Linked DNA regions of Sminthopsis crassicaudata: region 1 is linked to region 2. A link is a contact called in public Hi-C data. All regions are on one chromosome and are shown on one strand. Each heading gives the region's core, a stretch centred on a gene start, on an enhancer-like site or on the middle of the called end of the contact. The rest is flanking DNA. Distances are from core to core; before and after follow the strand shown.

Region 1 (6,500 bases), core at 3,552-6,051, 380 kb before region 2:
GCTGCTATTAATATTTTGGTGTATATAGGATTTTCTTATTAATAGCTTCTTTGGGGTATAAACTCAGGAAACTCCAGACCAAAAGGAATGGATACTTTAATCATTTTGCTAAATAGTTGTGCTAATTCACACCAATAATGCCTGTCTTCCTACACCCCCTCTAACACTGACTACTTCCATCTTCTATAATATCTGCCTAGTTACAGGATGTGGAGTGAAACCTCATGGTTGTTTTGATTTGTATTTCTCTTACTAACAACAATTTGACCAAGTCATTTTTGACTTAGAAAAAAGTACAAAATGCAGTTTCTCCATGCCTTTTACTCTGCTCCAAGGCAATTTTAGATAGCATTTTAGGAATATAAGAAAGAAAGTCAAGATTTATAAGAATAGAGCTCTGGATTAACACTCCTAATAACATATCTCTACCCTCTTCCTCCTGAACTAGTCTTCATGAGTAACCAATGAAGGATCTCCCATAAATCTATATGGAGAATCTGATTTAAATAGAATGCCCTTGGAATGTTCAATGGAAAGGGTACTTCCCAAAGGATGGCCCCTAGCCTAATTAGAGAATAAAAAGAAGTTATCCCTTAACCGGTCCAGTTAGTGGTCTCTTCTGAGAATAGAAAAAGGTAATGTTCTTATCTAGTTTTTTATTAAGTTCATTATCCCACAATACATTCACTTAATGAAAAGATCCTTTGTCCTTTTCCCTGACCTATACCACTTTCAAATGGGGAAGTACAAAGAGATTTTTTTTTAATTTTTTTATAATATTTTCAGTTTTACAACTAAGGTGGTGGTAGTGGTTGTTTTAGTATGCTTCCACATGGCTTCATGCATTCCCTCCCAGAAAATTTTTGGGAAAAACATAACCAGAAAGATTTGCAGCATACTGGATCTTGGAGCCAAAAAGTTCTCTCTCTGACACATGCTGAACATGTGACTCTGGGCAAATCACTTCATCTGTTATTGCCATATCTAAGAATGTAACTTTGCAGAGAAGAGTCAATTTACATTGGTAAAAAGGAGTTTTCTCACTCTGAAGTTCCTTACATACCAGCCAAATCATAGATCTCGTCATCATCTCCTATGACCATTCTAAATAAAGTTCATTGCAAAGTATCTAATATACATATGCTAGATCTGGTCACAAGCTAGATCCAACATTGCTGCCCTTCTCAAGAGGAATACTTTTAATACAAAGCTCATTTAGATATGTATCTTGACTGATAACATGAGATTGAGATCCTTCTCTGAAGGGGTAATATTTTAAAATAGAATAAATCAATAAACACAAAATGAGATGAGGGAGATGACTTCTGAAGAGTTTCCTCATTCTTTAAAATCATTTGAATGAGTGGAAGATGTTTTTATGTAATTTTCTGTATCTTTGAAGTAATGATTGATTAAAAAAAATTCTATTTCTACTTTCTCCTCCTGTTCTACTTCTCTGGGACAACTTTCTTTGATTATTTCTTTCATTATTGTGTCAAAGGTTTGGGGGTTTTTTGGCTTTTTTTGGCTTACAAGTTTCAGGTAATTCAATTATTCTTATATTTTTCTCTTCTTGATCTTTTCTCCATATCTCTTGTTTTTGTTGTGTTTTACATTCTGTTCTATTTTTTTTCATTCTTTATATTGTTTTGTTATTTTTTTTGTTTCTTATAACTTCACTGGCTTTCTCTTGCCCAATTCTAATTTTCAAAGAATTATTTTTCTCTTTAAGATTGTATCTCCTTTTCTAGTTGATTAACTCTTTTTCATAATTTTCTTGTTGGTCTTTTTTTTTTTTTTTAGTTTTTCATCAATCTCTTTTGATCTTTGAAGTCTTTTTTGAGTTCTTCAATAAATGTTTTCTGGTAAAGTAGAAATTTAACATCACTCCTTGGGGTAGGCAAAGCTTCTTTTACTTCACTGTCCTCCTCTAAAGATGAACCCTGCTCTTCACTATTCCCATAGTAAGTTTCCATCTTTGGGTTCTTTCATCTTTGCCTATTCATTTTTTTAATGACAAATATTAGTGTAAGCACTTCTGATTTGAGGCAGAAAGAGGGAGAATGGTGCCTCTAGCTTCACTTCAGCTCCCCCCTATGACTTGAAACCCTAAACTAAAAGTTTCCCCCCTTCCTGCAAGTGCCAGCAGCATCCCTGTCCCCACCACTTCTGCATTTACCAGGTATGCTGGTTCCTTCTCACCCAGGGACAGGTCTCACCAACACAGATGGGCAAGATATTCTTAATCAGTAGAGGTTCCTTCAGTCTTCCTGGACTCAGACCTCCTCCCACTCAATTCAATATCTGAGGGGGGAAGTTCTAGTGGTTCAGGCTGAGGATCCTTCTGACCACAGTTAGCCTCAGGGCTCTCTAATGTGTTTCTTCTAAGCTAATCTGGCTGTGTTTTCACCTCACTCCCCAGTCTTCTCAAGTTGTCCTAGGAGGACTCCTTCCTGCCCCAAATCTTATTTGATTTTCAGCCATCTATGTTTGCCCTGAAGCACAATTTTATCTTATTGTAGGGAAAATTTTAGAGCTTGAACTTTTCTGACCTATTCTGCCATCTTCCCACCTTTCTGCATTTGGAATGGTACTCCTCCACTACTACTTCTTCCATCCTCTCAGATATGATCTTTTGTTTCCTTGGGCATCCTGATGACACTAGATACAGACACAAATGATTTTTTATCCTTTCATACATGCAAAACTAAGAAAAAAGTCCCAATCTTATTCTCTCCCTCCCTCTCCAAAGAACAAAAACAAAAACAAAAAAACCTTCTCTTTTGCTGATTGTACTGGAGCCAAAGCCAATAGTTAAATTTTCAGTGTGAGAACATTTATTCCTGGGAAATCTGCAAATGCATGGAAAAATATTAATAATGCTGGCTAAACTCAAAAGTGTTTCCTCTGTGCATATTTTTTCAGTCAATTGCTAAACATTTACTAACACAGCACTGCATCTTACCAATTTTTTCAATTACCAAGAAGGGCATCAACATTCTAGTCAGTCAATCACACAGCCTCCAGATTATTCTTGATTCCTCATTCATCCTGCATGTCTAATCTGTTGACAAATATTGTCATTTCTACTTTCAGAACAACTCTACTACATGTCCCTTTCTTGCCAGTCATACAAATAACACCCTTTATCAGTCTTCATCACCTCTAATCCTGCCTATATACAGACACCTAGTGATACAGTAGATAACACTTTGGTCCTGAAATTTGGTGTCAAGACAAATTTGGCCTCCAATGCTTACTAGCTGTGATCAACTAACCTAATTTCTCATCCATAATAGCACCTCTCCCTTAAAGTTGTTGTGAGAATCAAATGAATTGATGTTTTTAAATGCTTAATTCTTTCCCTCCTTCCTATCTATTGGTCTCTACTTCAATCCATCTTCCACTAGGCTGCCAAGGTGATTTTCCTAAAGTGCAGTTCTGACCATGTCATCCACCCTACTCAATAAATTCCAGTGGCTCACTATTACAGAAGAAAAAGGTGAAGGGAAAAGAAATGAGAGAAGAAGAAAGAAGAAGGGAGGGAGGAGAGAAGAGGAGAGAAGGAAAGGGAAGGGAGGAGATCCTTTCTATGTGTTTGAATGAGATTATAATTGATGAGAGTTAGGGAAGGGGAACCCCTCTTGGGTGGGTGCAAAGATAGTCACCTGATGGGGCAGAGTCCCCTGTAAAAGGAATTTACAGGCCCGAAAACCTATCTTGATAAAAAGGTTTATTGTAGGGATTTGGAAGTAAGGTTTACTTAGTAAAGTTGAGGGTGGAGATAAAAGGGCATTGGAATAGGTCCGTTGGGCAGAAACCCTTCATATGACGGACATAAGGATGCCATGCTTAGGACTTCTGCAAAAGTGGACTCCAAAGCAGCCCCTTTTATCTTGAAGGTGGGTGGAGTCCCAGGCTCCTGGCATTAAATCAATGGGCTTAAAGTGTGGGGGATGGGAAAACCCAAGTTAGCTCAGATCTTGTGGGGGATGGGGAAAGTCCACTGACCAGGATTTGTACATCAAAGGTCAGCCATGGGGGAGGGGGTTTCTTAAAGGGACCTCAACCCCCATCATAATGTCAGGCTGAAGAGGGAGAAAGGTTCCCTACTCTAGATGTTGGATTGACTTCCAGGAGTTCGGGGATGATTTGATCAGAAATGATTTTTCAGAAAGACTGAGCATGCTCAGTTCCCATCAGGACAGTGAATAGAGTTGAGCTTCTGGGGATCACTCACGGTTCAGTAGATTGCAAGGAGATAGGCAAAAATGAAACAGCCTTCAGTGAACTTACATTCTTTTGGACATAGAAGATGATCCAGCACAGGATGCCGAGTTGGAAGAACCAGATAGGTAGGAACAAGAGGGGAGAAAGTTACGGAGAGGAGAGAAAAGTCAGTGTGAAATGTTGCCAAGAGTTTAAGAAAAAGAAGTACTGAAGAAAGGCTATTTGATTGGGCAAATAAGGACCATGGGTTGTGAGTTATGGAAATACAGGCACTATATAGGAACTGTGAAGGAATCACTCTGGAAAGCAATTTAGAATGATAAGAAAATGACAGCCCAAAATCCCACTGCTATGAATTTATTGAAAAGAGGGCAAATATAGAAAGCCCCTACATGCACCAAAATATTAATAACAGCATTTTCTTTTAGCAGCCAAAAAAAAAAAAAAAAAAAATAGAAACAAAGGGATGTCTATTGATTGGAGAATGACTGAACAACTTATGCAACACGAATGTAACACAGGGAGTGTCTTTCCCCCCACAGCCGGCAGATGGCAGTGAAGGACCGCAGAGCGTCCGCCGCGCGCCAGCCACCAAGGCCTTTCCCCGCCTCCGGGAGCCGACACTTTGGTCCGCCTGGAGCGGACCGCCGTCTCCCACGCGAGCTCTTTCTTCCGCAGGGGAAGACCACTGCTGGACGCGTACTCCCGGGTACAGGTAAAAGTTCCTTTTAATTTTTTGTTTTACATTCATATTAGATTGGGGCGAGCAGTTCGCGCGCTCTCCCTTCGCGCAAGAGGGGTCCCCTGCCCAGGTGTGCTGACCTGGGTGAGGAAGCTATTTAACGGAGTGAACGTAGATACTTCCCCCTTCCTTCCTCCCTCGAACCCTCTCTCTTCTCCCCTTCTCTCTCCGGTCCCCTTCTCTCTCCTCCTCCCCTCCCCCTCCTCAGACAGGGGGACGCCATATTCCTCTAGCACGTGGCTACGTAAGGAGGTGGGGAACCCAGAGCGGCACACTATTGGCCAGATAGGGGGGCGGGGAGGGGGAGTTGGAGCTCCGAGAGGCGTGACGGGGGCGGTGCTAAGGTTGGCTCTTCCACCCTCCTTCTCTCCCCCCTCAGCCCAGGCTCCGGGTTATCTTTGGACTGAGAGCCCTGCAGGGCAGGAGCCCGGCCTTTGCCTTAGTTCTTAGTAGGAGCCTAATAAATACTTGTCGGGAATTGACGCCGACTGTAGGAGCAGGTCTGTGGGTCAACTTTGTATGGCAGCCACTAAGACGTGTTTTACATTTGGGGAAAGCTCAGAGGACCTCAGGAGTCCCACAAGGGACTGAATAAGAGCCAGGATGGAAACTCACCTCCCCTAATTGATTACAGCCCCCAGCCCTTGCCACGACCTGAATAATCACGTTCACATTCAGACTTTAAAAAGTTCGGCTCATATGTGTATGTGTGTATATGTATTGTGACACTGGGAAAATCACTTTACCCCGTATTTGCTTCCGTTTTTTTATTTCAAAATAGCACCTCCATTTGTTTATGAGAAACAAACCAGATAGCCTATGTCAATTGCTTTGCAAGCCTCACAAATGCGGGCTGTTACTATCAAAATTTAATAAATAATTTTGATACTTAGTAACTTGATAATGATTCACAAGATAATTTTAATTAATGATTTCTGTGTCATCGTCTTCCTCTGAGAGATTATGTGTTATCTCCTTCCTCTGTATGTAGGAGTTAGGTCATCTACTGCTCGACCTAAGACAGAGGTTATAAAAATACTATAAAAGTATTCATTATCGGTTGCGGTTTCACCAAAGCACAGACAGCCGCGTGCAGAATAAAGTATCCTGGGAGGTTCGCTGTTTTGTTTTTCTAGCCGTGAATGCTTCTCTGATCACCCTTAAAAACATGAATTACGCGCGATTCCTCACAGCGGTGAGCGCCGCAAGGAAACCTTCTCCCATAAGACTCCTGAGTGAGTACGGTCTCTTTGTTATTATCGGTGCTTTTTACTGTTGTTTCTCACAAATGGACAAGTTCATACAAGTCTTATTTAGTTTTCTGGATCATGAATTGATTGTTCTAGGCTTTCATTTCTCTTCCTCATCACTGCCAGGTCACTCACTTATTCCCACATCTTTAAAAGGTGCGTGGGGAAAACATAAATTGGGTCAAGTGGTTAAGACTTTTATCAAAACTGTTAAAAAAAAAAAAAGATTTTATTCAATTGGACACTTATGAAGCAAATGCTATGAGAAACTATTCTAG
Region 2 (6,304 bases), core at 2,714-5,213:
AAAAGGGCTTACTTGCCTCTAGATCTCTCTCATTTTTTGGCTATGAAATATATGAACTATTTCAAACTGAGAGTCTAGTGAAGGAGGAGGAAGGCTGCCCTGTCTCCCATCCAGCTTCATGTGGGTTCAAATTACATGGCTGCTTTTATGGAAATTTTTTCCTGATCTTAAGCAAAAAAAGAATAGTTAGGAGATAGAAAAGATAGAAGTTTCTGGGTAGCTTTTTGAATCCTGAAAAGTCTGAATGATATGGAATATATTAGAGGTAATCCTACATTAAGAGCAGAGTACTACAAAAATAGACGTAAAGGAGGAGATATCTTCAGAGAGCATGAGTCCTTATGGTGATGAGGAATACTGGACACACTGACAAAACGGGAGCTATGAGATGACAGGAAAAGATAATGATAAATGTTGGAGAGGATGTGGGAAAACTATTACACTAATGCACTCTTGGTGGAATTGTGAAATGATCCAACTATTCTAGAAAGTGATTTGGAACTATGCCCAAACAGGGCCATTACTGGGTCTGTATCCCAAGGAAATCATAACAGAGGGGAAAAGATCCACTTGTGTAAAAATGTTTGTAGCACCTCTCTTTGTGGTAGCAAAAGGAAGTGGAAAAGAATGGGTGCCCATCAATTAGGGAATAACTGAACAAGTTGTGGTATACGAAGGTAATGGAATATTATTGTTCTATTAAAAATGATGAACAAGCTGATTTTAGAAAGACCTGGAAAGATTTACATGAACTGATGCTGAGCGAAACAAGGAGAACCAGGAATAAATGGTACACAGTAACAACAAGAATGTGTGATGATCAACTATGAAAGGTTTGGTTCTTCTCAGTGTTTCAGTGATCCAAATCAAGCCCAGTAGACTTTTGACAGAAAATGCCATCTGCATCCAGAAAAAGAACTAAGGAGACTGAATGTAAATCAACCCATGCTATGTTCACCTCTTTTTGTTGTTTTTTATCTCTCCCATGATTTTTTCTTTTTGCTCCGATTTTTCTTTTTTTTTTTTTGCTCTGATTTTTCTCTCCCAACATGATTCATAAAGCAATGTGTATTAAAAATAAATAAATTTATTAGAAAAATGGGGGAGCTAAATGAGAATATTATTTTAAAAAAGAAAGAATAACAGATCCTAAAGTATTAGGTGCACTGTGTTACCTTTTGCACCAAACATACATGATATATATATAGTGTTTATATGTGTATATTTATTTATATATATATAGTGTTTATCAGTGTATATTTATTTATATATATATGGTGTTTATATGTGTATATTTATTTATATATATATAGTGTTTATATGTATATATATATATCTAAATATATACACACACAATATATGTATTGCAATATATGTAATATATGTATACAATATTTATATAAACAATAGTTGTAAGGCATATATATGCATATATTTATACATATACACACATATATATATATGCCTTATAACTATTGTATTTCAAATCTGACCCTATTCCTTCAAAGGACATTGCATGGTAGGGTTTTGAGGGACAAGATTAGTAAGAGTGCTGAATTTGGAGTCAAAGGATCTAAATTAAAATTCTGGCTCTGTCACTTACTAATTGAATTATTTTGGCTTTTAAAAAATTTTAATTATTGTTTTATTTTTTCTGGTTATACATGAATATTAACTTTTAAGTGCACATTTCTTTATGAATCATGTTGGGAGAGAAAAATCAGAACAAAAAAGAAAAACCATGAGAGAAAAAAACAGAAAAAAAATCAACATGGCATATATTGACTTACATTTAATTTCCATAGTTGTCTTTCTGGTTGTAGATAGTGTTTTCTATCCAAAGTTTATGGGATTGCCTTAGATCACTGAACTGCTGAGAACCATCAAGTTTTTCATAGTTGATCATCACATAATTTTAATTGCATTATTTTGGAAAAGTTACTTAACATTTCGAGAATTCAACACCGCCTAGCTAGTTAGTGTCAGATTTGAACTCAGGAAGGTAAGTTCTATTTTTCAGGCTCCGTGTTATATCCACAGGACCCCCTAGCTTCCTATTCTTAGTATAGATTAATATTGTTAATTCTTAGTATAGATGAATTATTAAATAAGAATGCTGGATTTGGAGTTAAAAGAGCTGGGTTCTCCTTTCTATTTATTTTAGCCTCACAATACCTTTGTGCTCTTAGGTCATGACTTCCCTCTCAGGGTCAGTTTCCTCATCTGCAAAGCTATTGTAGATGCTTTCTAATGTCCCTTGCAATTTTGAATTCCATGATCCTAAGTTAAGTGTCACCTGACTTAGAAAAGGTCCTTAAAGATTAGGGCAGGTAATGTGCCACAGTTCCCTTTTATGGTCCTGCCTCAGTTTCCCTTAACTGTTCTGCCTCAGTTCCTTTTATTGTTCTGTCTCAAACCCCCTGGTTGCAACATCTCCCCCTCGTGATCATTAGGACTGAGATAATTAAGGCTTGGAGGTCTGGCCACTGGCATTCCAAAAGATAAAACTCCAGATAGCCTATCTCATACCTAATTGGTATCCTCTTCTTTCTCTAAATCCTAGACTTCCTCTAGTTGGACACCTCCTCAGTCCTCCCAATTAGTAAGAACTTATGGTCCTACCCCCAAGCTGTCAGAACCGGATTGATGGTCCCTGCCTGGAGATTCCTGATCATCAGAATTTGGGCTCTACCCCCACCTCTGTCTAGCTACCCGAGCTTAGAGTCATGTATATGTCTTTGAGAACTCACAGTGGATGTTGGATGATTTGAGACATCAGCCCTGGGGGTAACATGCCCCCAGCACAATCTCTCCCTTTCAAATAAAATATTAAAAACTCTCTAATCTCTATCTTGCCTCAGTTTCTCCGGCAATACAGTAACACCTAAGTTTTCAAGAAAGGGCTGGAGGTAACACCCCAAAATGGCAAGTCTCCATTAACTTTTACAGTGGAGTGGGAGAATGCCCTGGGAGAGAATCCAGGCTTTTGGGGGAGACAGTGATGGAGAGAGTTGCAAAATAAGACCCGGAGGTGCTGAAGGCAAGCAAGTTCTACCGACCTCATAATGCTGCATTTGACTATAAAACTAAGTGTTTTATAGATGTTTTATTGACTTTTATTTAAAGTATCACAGCCTCCTCTCCAACCCACCTAACTCCACTTCTGTAATCCCTCTCTTGTCACATAGAAAGTATTATGTAACAAAACCAACCTAAGCAATGACCTTATCTGCCAGCTTCACACCTTCCCCAAGTCTAAACCAAGACAAAGAAGGTGCTTTTTCTTCTTCTTTCTCCAAGGACCAAAGTTGCTTTTCTAATGCTACACATCAAATCAAGTTTCTGTTTATTCTGTGATTATTATGCAAAACGAGGCACTCCACTAACAAGTAGGACTAGTCCTTGCTCCAACTGAAGCTTTAACTGACATCCTTCCTTTTAAACACCCACTTCAATTTGTGCTTAAGTGGGAGTCAGGCAATTCATTTGTCATAATCAAGAAAGGCTCCCTGCTGTGAATCTTAGTCACCCCAGCAGCTCAGGGCCCTGCCAGGAAAGGAAAGTATTCAGTAAACCTACCATTAGCATCCTGCTCCTAATAAATCGATTCTGTGGCAGGCCCGGTTTTACTGACAAAATCATAGCAGAACAAGAGAGTTTCAGTTTGCACAGGATACCATGGCAACTGGCAATTATGTAAGTCGGGATACATAAAAGAACATGACAATCTCACAGAGATTTAGCAGGAAGAGAGACTCCCCTAGAGGATGGGAAATTGGGGTGCAGGCCTCAAAAGCAAAGTGTGCCTTGTGCCTCGGCGGGACCAGGTGGCTCATGTTGCACAATGACTCAGGTGGTAGTAGTTTAGAGAAGGGGGGGTACTAACCATTGGTGCACTGGTGCTAATAGATATCAGGAAGAAATAATGATTACAACAATATAAACAGAGCAATGCAATGAAACTGAGAAACTAATTAAAGTGAACAGGCCGAGTTTCCCTAGACCTAGAGAAATGGTGAGATAATATACCTCCTTTTTGTTGAATTGGTGAGGGATTACAGAAGTGTAATACTGCATATGCTCTCGGACATGGCCAATATACTGGTTTTGCTGAACTTTTTTTGTGTCTTTTATTCTAAAATTTGTTGTAAGGGAAGGTTCACTGGTAGGGAAGAAATGAATTTTGTATTTAGAAATGATATAAAAGCAAATGTATTTTTTCAAAAAAAAAGCCTGAGTGCCCAACATCAAGTAGATAGTAAATTGGTAGAGCATAGCTATAAACATGGGTCTGCTGATGACAAATGCAGAAACTTTTCTCCTGCAGTCTTAAGTTCATGTCCTAGCTCTGCCACTTAAATGGTACTGTTGATGCAGAAGGCACCCCAACGATGTCAGGATCCCTTGGTCCCTGTCCCAGTTTTGGCGGAAGAATTCACACTCTGTCTCAGTTAATGAGGCAAAGATTTATTACGCTGCTACCAGTGGGCTAATTCCAAGGGAATTTAGCAAAGAGTCAGAATGGAGATAATTATATTGGAAAGGGAAACAAAGATAAGGTCGATTTGCTTATAGTGTGGCTTAGAGGTGCAATTGAGGACAGGTAGGGGTGGGGTTGGGGTAGGTCCCACCCCGGAGTTCTACAATTTATTGACCAGCTGATTGTCCCGAACAGCCAGCACCCTTTGTGGTACTCCCCAGGCGAGTATTCTTAGGCTTTCTCAGGCAGCTCCCCAGGCTGGGTAGCCTTTGGGTTTCTCAGAAATTGCTCTTCAGGACTAGATAACCAAGTCGCCTGATTTCAATAGATCCTCCAACTCATCATTTATTAATTGAAGTAATAGGATCCAAAGACCTTCAACGTTAAATCTATAAACCTATGTTAGATGCTTGATGAGTCTATAGTGGTGCAAAGGATCTAGCTTGAACCGCCTTTAGAAATATCCAGGGGAACCTGTTTTGGACATCCTCCATTTTGTGATTCAGAATGGTACTTAATCTTTCCACTTCTACTTTATATCCTTAGAAATGTTTGTTTCTATTCTAAAATCTAAATACCTATTTCTGGACCCAAAAAGCTGGCGCCCTACACCCATTACTCCTTCAAGAGTCCCTCTGCTCTGAACCTAAATAGGTGGTTGGGCCAAGTTTAGCCCCCAGGGGAAAGCAATCATCCCCGAATGGGACAGATTAGACTGCTTTTTCATACTCTGGGGGGAATTCCTCGGGGCTTAAGGCTCACAGCTAGGGAGCGTCTGAGATCAGATGTGAAATCAAGATGAGTCTTCCTGATTCAGCCTGGAATTCTGGATTGTAATACGGTCTTTCATATTCCTCGTCAGAAACCAGAGTACCATGCTGCCAAATCTGGAGACTGTTCCTTCTTTTTATAACAGCTGAAGCAAGTCACTTAATCTGATTTGCCTCAGTTTCCTCATCTGTAAAACCTGGAGAAGCAAATGCTCTACAAGTTTTGCCAGTGCCCTAGTTTCTTCATCAACAAAATGACTGGAGTGATTGTTGTGACAACCAAATGAGATAATGTGTGTAAAATATCTTACAAACCTTAAGGCACTTTATAAAGATAGTATTTGTCATTCAAAATAATATTGCAGTATAGACAAGATGCATACACAAGTAGAGGCCGGACCAGGAGTGACATCCCCCCTCCCACATATGCTAATTGCATGGTAATGCCCAAGTAAAGGTACCGCAATTCTCAGTAGCCCCAGACAGCCCTCTAAGACTATGAATTGCAGATGGTTTGCCCATCTGCATCAGTACAGGGAGTTTCCACACTGGGCATTTCTCATCTTTTAATGAATTACAAATCTAGAATAATAAGAATAATAACCATTACTTTACCAGCGGTCCTCAAACTTTTTAAATAGGGGCCAGTTCACTGTCCCTCAGACTGTGGGAGGGCTAGACTATAGTAAAACCAAAAGCTCACACTCTTCGTCCCTCAGCCCATTTGCCATAACCCAGCAGGCCGCATAAACATCTTCAGTGGCCTGCAGTTTGAGAATCCCTGCTTTAGACTATTTTGCAGGTATTTGTATCTCCTCTCCCTTCCATGACCTTGCCTACAAATAATTAGAAACTTCATTTTTTATTTAGCTTTGGTAGTAAAACAATGAGGCCGCTAGGAGACAAAGCAGCTAGAATCTTGGGTGAGTTGTCAGAAGATTTGAGTTCAAATCTAGATTCAGACTTCGGACAAGGCCTCTTATCTCTACTTCAGTTTCCTTATCTGTAAAATGAAGTTAATAACATCTACCTTTCAGGATAACTGGGAGAGTAA

What was found. A called contact is a pair of places that touch in the nucleus more often than the background predicts.
Region 1: a contact with region 2 is called in a Hi-C map of hippocampus, with 3 times the contacts expected there. The contact joins the promoter of AADAT here to the promoter of HPF1 in region 2. A contact is called at or near these places in 2 of 2 Hi-C or Micro-C datasets (fibroblasts and hippocampus).

The regions. Positions count from the first base shown.
Region 1 is chr6:85,742,443-85,748,942 of ASM4859323v1, reverse strand. It overlaps AADAT (aminoadipate aminotransferase), which reads left to right and starts at 4,801. Exons shown (of 14, transcript XM_074276556.1): 1 at 4,801-4,945; 2 at 6,109-6,207. The coding sequence starts at 6,141.
Region 2 is chr6:85,359,976-85,366,279 of ASM4859323v1, reverse strand. HPF1 (histone PARylation factor 1) reads left to right here and starts at 3,963. Exons shown (of 8, transcript XM_074276496.1): 1 at 3,963-4,015. The coding sequence starts at 4,013. The region is part of intron 1 of LOC141547848 (a long non-coding RNA gene); the gene reads right to left.